Linked DNA regions of Mus musculus: region 1 is linked to region 2. A link is a contact called in public Micro-C data. All regions are on one chromosome and are shown on one strand. The core of a region is the stretch at or near the end of the contact, and the rest is flanking DNA. Distances in the headings are between cores, read along the strand shown.

Region 1 (3,404 bases), core at 10-2,509, 780 kb before region 2:
ATAAAAATAACAAAGACAGATTTTCAAAACATGTGTAGCAACGCCTAGAGCTCACCGTGTCTTAACAGCATATATGATACAGATACAAGAAAGTATAGGAGTGCAGACATATGGAGAATCACCCTTGAAAGGCCTCGCTTCTAAGTTGAGGGAGATCTCGTACTGCTGACTCAGAATGTGAGCCATAGTGAGAGCATCTTCCTTTATTCCAAGAGATTTTTTTTAATGTATTAATCATTTATACTCTACTACTTTTGTAGGTTAAGAGTCACTTGCTGACGACAAGGCTCTGTGGAAAGGTTATTCAACCATTGAGTGTTATTGTTAAAACCCGGCGTTTCTATTTAATCAGTACACTGGTCAGAAATCACCGTCTAACCCGATAGATAGTACAAACCGATCTGCCCCTGCCTGCAGTAGCTGTGCTCTCGTGGACAAGCTGGAAGCTCCTGGCCGCGTTCATTCACATGGAATACTATGCATCCAAACAGTGGCGCAGGGCCAGGTGGCATTAATGGCTTATTTCCACTAAATCGTATCAGCAATCTGCTCCCCGGGATCCCTAATTCACAGCCAGGGTGTGGTACCCGCTTCTAGGATGTTTATTAGCTTTGTACTTCTTTTAAAGGCGAATCTACTCCCTAGGCCAGAGAGGTTATTTCACTCTCTGACTAAGGACCCGGGGCAGAAGAGGGAAACAGAATGGGGGTGGGGAGAGCTGTCCAACCTCCTCCAAGCTTCCCCTCCTACATCTCCAATCACATCCACCTCCCACCCCCATGGTTCCCTCCCCGTTGTACCCCGGCTTTGCCTCAGCCCAGACAGTGTTTGCAGGGGGTGCGCGGTGCAGGCCTCCATCTGGGGCTGCGGGAGACGCACCCTTTCCAGAGAGAAGCCCCTTACCACGAGAGGACACGAGATGACGGCTGCGGGCCCGGGGGCGTCGGGAAGCGGGTCCGCCTGTCCCCGCGGTCCTCGGGGCTTGAGCGGTGTTCTGGATCGCAGAGGGGGCCACGGCTCCCAAACTTCCCCCGCTCCAATGCTGCCGCCGCCGCCGCCCCCTCAGCCCACCCGGCTGCTCGCAAGGCTCTCGGACGACAGTGCTTGCTGGATCCGCCCCAGGGGCGGAGCAGGGCACGGAGGGGTGGGGTGGAGGCGGGGCAGAGAGAGGGGCGGGGCGATGGACTCGGGGCGGGGACGGAGCCGGATGCGGGGCGGGGCTAGGGGCGGGGCCACGGCGTAGGCGTGGGCCTGCAGCACGTGGGAGGGCGCTGGCTAGCGGCCTCAGTCTCGAGATCTGGTCTGCTCCGCTCTGCCCGCTCTCGGCTTCCGGGCTCGCAGACTCCACCGCCCGCCTCCTGCACCTACCAAGCCGGAGGACCACGCGCCAGCTGCTGCCGGCCTCCCGGCCTGCCCATGATCACCCTGTGCCTTTCGGCTCTGCGAGGCCTCCACAGGTACTCTAGTGGGCGGGTTAACCTTGACCGTGGGCAAGGGTGGGGTCGTCTGTCGACGACAGCCGTGGGGCCTGGTGCAGCCCTACTACACCCACCCAGGATGCCTCTGGGACTGTTCTTTCCCTCTGCCTGCTTGATGGACTCTGTAGGGACACCTGGTGCAGCAACCTGGGGCCACCTTTCCCTTGCCGCTTCCCCCAGGAGGCCGTCCTTTCCCCTTTGTTTGGGATTGCTTCAGCCGCAGTCTGTGAGAATTGTTGGGTTCACAGACCCAACCCAAAATAAATACGGAAGGATAGACCGACGCGCCCTTCAGACCTGCGGACCTGATACAGAGAGTGCCGCAGCTGTGGACTCCAGAAAGCAAGCATTTTCGTACGCACCTCATGCACTTGTTAGCGGTCCAGGCGTTTAATATACACCCGAGACCGCTTTGGTTTTCATACTTATTTCCGTCCTTGCTTTCTAACTTCATTTTTATATCCCTCCTTCCTTAAAACATTCGATCTCTTAACCTGGCAAATTGACTTGGTCCAGAATTGTTGCTTGGACACGGTTTGAATTGCTTCCTAGCGCTCTAACCACACCCCTCTGCAACAGACCAGTAGCAAAATGGTGAGAGAATTAAATTCTTTGCACGGATATGCCGGGTTTTCGGGAACAAAGCCGCCACCACCTCCCATTGCCAAATCTGCCTTACACTGAAATTTCATGTGAAAGTTCAACGGGGAAAAAAGAACTTTGTGGGGTTTGTAGATGTGCACACAACTATTTCAACCATCAGCATTTCTGCTTTTCGTCATTTTCTATTGTGCTTTGCCACTCATCTGCGTGGATCACTGTGTTCCTTAGCCCTTGTGCACCCAGGGGACAATAGTGATTCTTCAGAGTTCACCTGATGACTGTGACCATTATTTGAGCAAGGTTTGTTGTTTTCTGGTCTCCAGGCTGGAAGTGGTAAAGCTGTCAAATGAAGTTCTTTTTTCCATTTAATGGAAAGCAAGAAGAGAGAATAAATTTCCATTATAACGCTGCTAGCTCTCTTTTCTAACTTTTTAATATTAAGACCCCTTTACCTTTAAAAATTGCTGAAAACCTAGGAACATTAATTTTGTTGTTGTCGATTATATCTACCGATAGTTAACCATATACAATTAAAACTGGGACATTCGGGCTGGAGAGATGGCTCAGTGGGTAAGAGCACCCGACTGCTCTTCCGAAGGTCCAGAGTTCAAATCCCAGCAACCACATGGTGGCTCACAACCATCCTTAACGAGATCTGACTCCCTCTTCTGGAGTGTCTGAGGACAGCTACAGTGTACTTACATATAATAATAAATAAATAAATCTTTAAAAAAAAAACTGGGACATTCATAAAGATTAATGTTTATCAAGTAGTAATAAATATATGCGTATTTTTCCATTTATCTTGTCAGTGGATGCTGGAGTGACTTAATACAAAATGGCTTGATTACTACACATACCTGTACATTTAAGCTGTTTCTCCATTTTATTTTGATTTAAGAAGGAAAACCTTACTTCACATTCATATATAGGTAGAAAGAGAAGAATTTTTTTAAGCTTTATTTATTTTATTTATATGAGTATACTGTAGCTGTCTTCAGACACACCAGAAGAGGGCATCAGATCCCGCTACAGATGGTTGTGAACCATCATGTGGTTGCTGGGAATTGAACTCAGGACCTCTGGAAGAGCAGTGAGTGCTCTTAACCACTGAGCCATCTCTCCAGCCCAAGAGAAGAATATTTTAATAGCTTTCTAAAGTAACCATGGTCAGTGCTTGGTTTTTTAAGGGTGAGCTGCAGAGTAGAGTTCGGGGCGTGTACCACTGACTCTACTTATGCTGCTATGCTAAGTTCACTTGGTGTATCTTTAAATTGGGAGGGTACTCTGCATAATTTTGAAACTCCAGTCACAGTTCATTTG
Region 2 (3,193 bases), core at 32-2,531:
AATGTAAAATTCTGGAGGACTCCTCGGCTTGAAGATCTGCAATGGCTTCGGTGTAATTCTTCCCCTCTTCTCCCACGGCACATTGTAGCACTTACCAGAGCTTTTAAACATGAATAATGAGGCGGTATTATGCAATATCAATCTCTCCCCCGACCACAAGCTCCTCAAGGGCAGGAGACCTGCCGTATTCATCTTTGTATCCCCTGCAACCAACTGGCACACATCTCAATCAACGTCTGTGGAATGGAAGCTGGCTGAATTTATACCTCGGGTCACGGTGTGGAGCTCAGACGGGTCTGGAGCTGAAGGCAAGTAGGACTCATTTATTTCTCGCTGCCTAACTCCGCACTGGCTTCCCAGCAGATCCAAGACACCACAAAGGTTAAGGTGATTATTCTGTTGGTGCTTTGGTGGAAGCTCTTTCTCCTTGTTCTTATAGGAAAGGAAAAATGAGGCCCCAGGTCGGCCGCGTTGTGCCTATGCAGGGCTAGAGAAAGCCAGTTAGGAATGTCCCTTAGCCCAGCGGCAGAACCGCAAAGAGCTGCTAAGACCGTTCTGATAAAGCCTGGTCCTAAACACAGAGCATCAGCTGTTTCCTTCCTTTGTCACAAGCGCGTGTCTTTGACTTAACTTTAGTTTCTAAGCAGAAATACAGAAAAATCATCTTTGGAGACCTTGGCTTGTGTCCAAGCCGGGAACTCTGCTGACACTTTATTTTGCTCTATCTAGTCTTATTGCCAGACAACATCGGTGTTGACGCTTCCCTTTACAATTTGAGGAAACTGAGGCCCAAGAGGTTTATCCAGAAAGAGGCTTGGAGATGGGCTGCGTTTGGATCCCCTCTCTCCACCCACCACGGACTTCGCTCTCTGCACACGGGTGGGAGCGTGAGTTTGCGCGTGACTGGCCGCGCGCTTCCGTTTTCACGCGAATCCTCCCGCCTAATTTCCCCGATTTCACTTTTTGGAGACTAAAAGTCCGGTTCTCCAAGGTCTCGCCTCACTCAGCCATCTCCCACCCACGTCCCAAGGACAGACGGCCACTCCCCCACCCATTTCTGAGTCCCAGACCGAGTTAAGTCCGCGGACTCCGCGTCGGCCCTGTGGATCCCCGCGCCGTGGGGCTGCCCCGCGCACCCAGAGCTCCCGCGGGATCGGGTGGCCCGCTCCTGGCCCCACCTCCCCTACCTGACGCCCGCGCGGCCAGCGGCTCCGCAGCCTCCGCCCACCAGCGCGCCTGCGCTGCCATTGGCTCCGCGGGCTGCCCGTCTCCTCCGCTCCGTCCCGGAGGCAGGTTTAGCGGGAGAAGCCGCAGTCCCGGCGGCTCGGGCGCAGCGCGGAGCGCCGATCGCGGTGGGCATGGCCCCGCGCGCGGGAGTCCATGTCAGCAGCCGAGCCACGGCGGCAGTGAACTTGGCGACGCGCTCCTGTGGTCCAACCTCTGTCATGTAGTCGCCGGCGGCGCTCCCCGCAGCCCGGGAGCCGCAGCGCGATCCAGACACAGCAGAGCAGCCGGGGCTTCTTCGGGAGGCGCCGAGCGCACCGCCACCCCTCGGACGGCACTTTGGGCCGAAAAGGGACATGGGGGAGAAAGTTTCCGAGGCGCCTGAGCCCGTGCCCCGGGGCTGCAGCGGACACGGCGCCCGGACCCTAGTCTCTTCGGCGGCAGCCGTGTCCTCGGAGGGCGCTTCCTCAGCGGAGTCATCCTCTGGCTCGGAAACTCTGTCGGAGGAAGGGGAGCCCAGCCGCTTCTCCTGCAGGTCGCAGCCGCCGCGGCCGCCGGGCGGCGCCCTGGGAACCCGGCTACCCGCCGCGTGGGCTCCCGCGCGCGTGGCTCTGGAGCGTGGAGTCCCTACCCTGCCGCTGCCGCACCCGGGAGGAGCGGTGCTGCCGGTGCCCCAGGTCAGCAGCGCATCCCAAGAGGAGCAGGATGAAGAGGTGGGCTCAGTCTGTCCCATCCCACACCCTCCAGGTCCCGGCTGTAGGGGCCCTTTAGGTCCCTTTGCGTGCGCGCTGGTGTCTTGGAGAGGGGAGGGAACTAAAGGTGCTCTGCTACAGCCTGGGATAGTGACTGTCAGGAGACTCTGTGGGTCCTTGACTTCTAGTGGTTGTCCTCGCGCGCTTGTCTACATGGGCTACCCGACCGTGTGCTTTGGAAGTGTCACTGAGCCGATCGATCCCTTCATGTCTGTATCTGCTTGGGTCCTTAGCTATTGAATGTGATCTGAAAGCTTGGCTTGTCCCCACAACTCATATCCAGATTCTTAGACGTGGGAATCGCTAATCACTGCGGTCTTGGATGGAGCGGGAGACCTGGAGCGTTTGACGCTGGTGGGAGTGGTGACTGTGGAGTTGCTTCTTGGGGTGTCAGAGACCAGAATACGCTGGAGTCGCCCGTGGGTGGTTTTGGTGGTCGCTTCACCTTTCATCCTGGGGAAGAGGAAGATTCCCCATGCTAAGCCTATCGCGCCGGCTCCTATTTGGACTCAGTGTCCAGAGGAGCGCTGTCACCAATCTGGATAGGATGTGTCTTGTTCAGAGGACTTTGTCTAGCCTCATTTCTTCGAAGGCTGTGCATCCAAAAATTATCGGTCTCTTCCTGACACACCGAGTTTTGTAATCCACTAGGTTGCTATCTCTGGTTTTCTTCTCACCCCCGCCCCCCTCCGCCCCTTTCCCCTCTTACTTTGGAAGACAGGAAAGGAAGATTCTCCAAGTCTTTAAGATTGTTTGCTTTGGACATCTCTTGTGGGAGAAATCATCTTGATCAGACAGGACCATAAATAAAACATGACCCTAGCGTAGTCTTCCGTGTGAAATTAATTCCGCCGTGCCAGACTGGTATTTCCCCGGTCTCTGCTGGGATTAGCAGTAGGAAACAATTGCCTTTGTCCTTAGAAGAAGTAAACAGAGCCCGGGGTCCTGGCTTTAGCCCCCTGGGCATCTAGCCTGGAAGTAGAGGCCGGATCTTGCAGAGGCAAGTTCTAGCCAAGCAAAGATGGAAGGAGCCTTGGCTGGTGGTTGGCCAAATCTCTGGCCATGATCCTTTTCTGGATGCTGTGGGAGTTCAGGGATCTCGGCAGGTGCCTGGAACTCTGCTTTCTAGAACTCTTTGGCTCCTGAGTTGTGAGACCTGGATGCATTTCCTTCCTTAGAAGTTCACTTCTGTAGTTAAAAGTGGAGAGTTTCAAGGT

What was found. A called contact is a pair of places that touch in the nucleus more often than the background predicts.
Region 1: a Micro-C map of embryonic stem cells shows a contact between it and region 2, with 4 times the contacts expected there. The contact joins the promoter of Nln here to the promoter of Mast4 in region 2. A contact is called at or near these places in 1 of 39 promoter capture datasets (stem cell-derived epiblast-like cells) and 1 of 484 Hi-C or Micro-C datasets (embryonic stem cells).

What each region holds. Positions count from the first base shown.
Region 1 is chr13:104,107,469-104,110,872 of GRCm38.p6, reverse strand. It overlaps Nln (neurolysin (metallopeptidase M3 family)), which reads left to right and starts at 1,259. Exons shown (of 13, transcript NM_029447.2): 1 at 1,259-1,457. The coding sequence starts at 1,417. Sgtb (small glutamine-rich tetratricopeptide repeat (TPR)-containing, beta) reads right to left here and starts at 1,132. Exons shown (of 11, transcript NM_144838.2): 1 at 904-1,132.
Region 2 is chr13:103,332,580-103,335,772 of GRCm38.p6, reverse strand. It overlaps Mast4 (microtubule associated serine/threonine kinase family member 4), which reads left to right and starts at 1,281. Exons shown (of 29, transcript NM_175171.3): 1 at 1,281-1,937. The coding sequence starts at 1,581.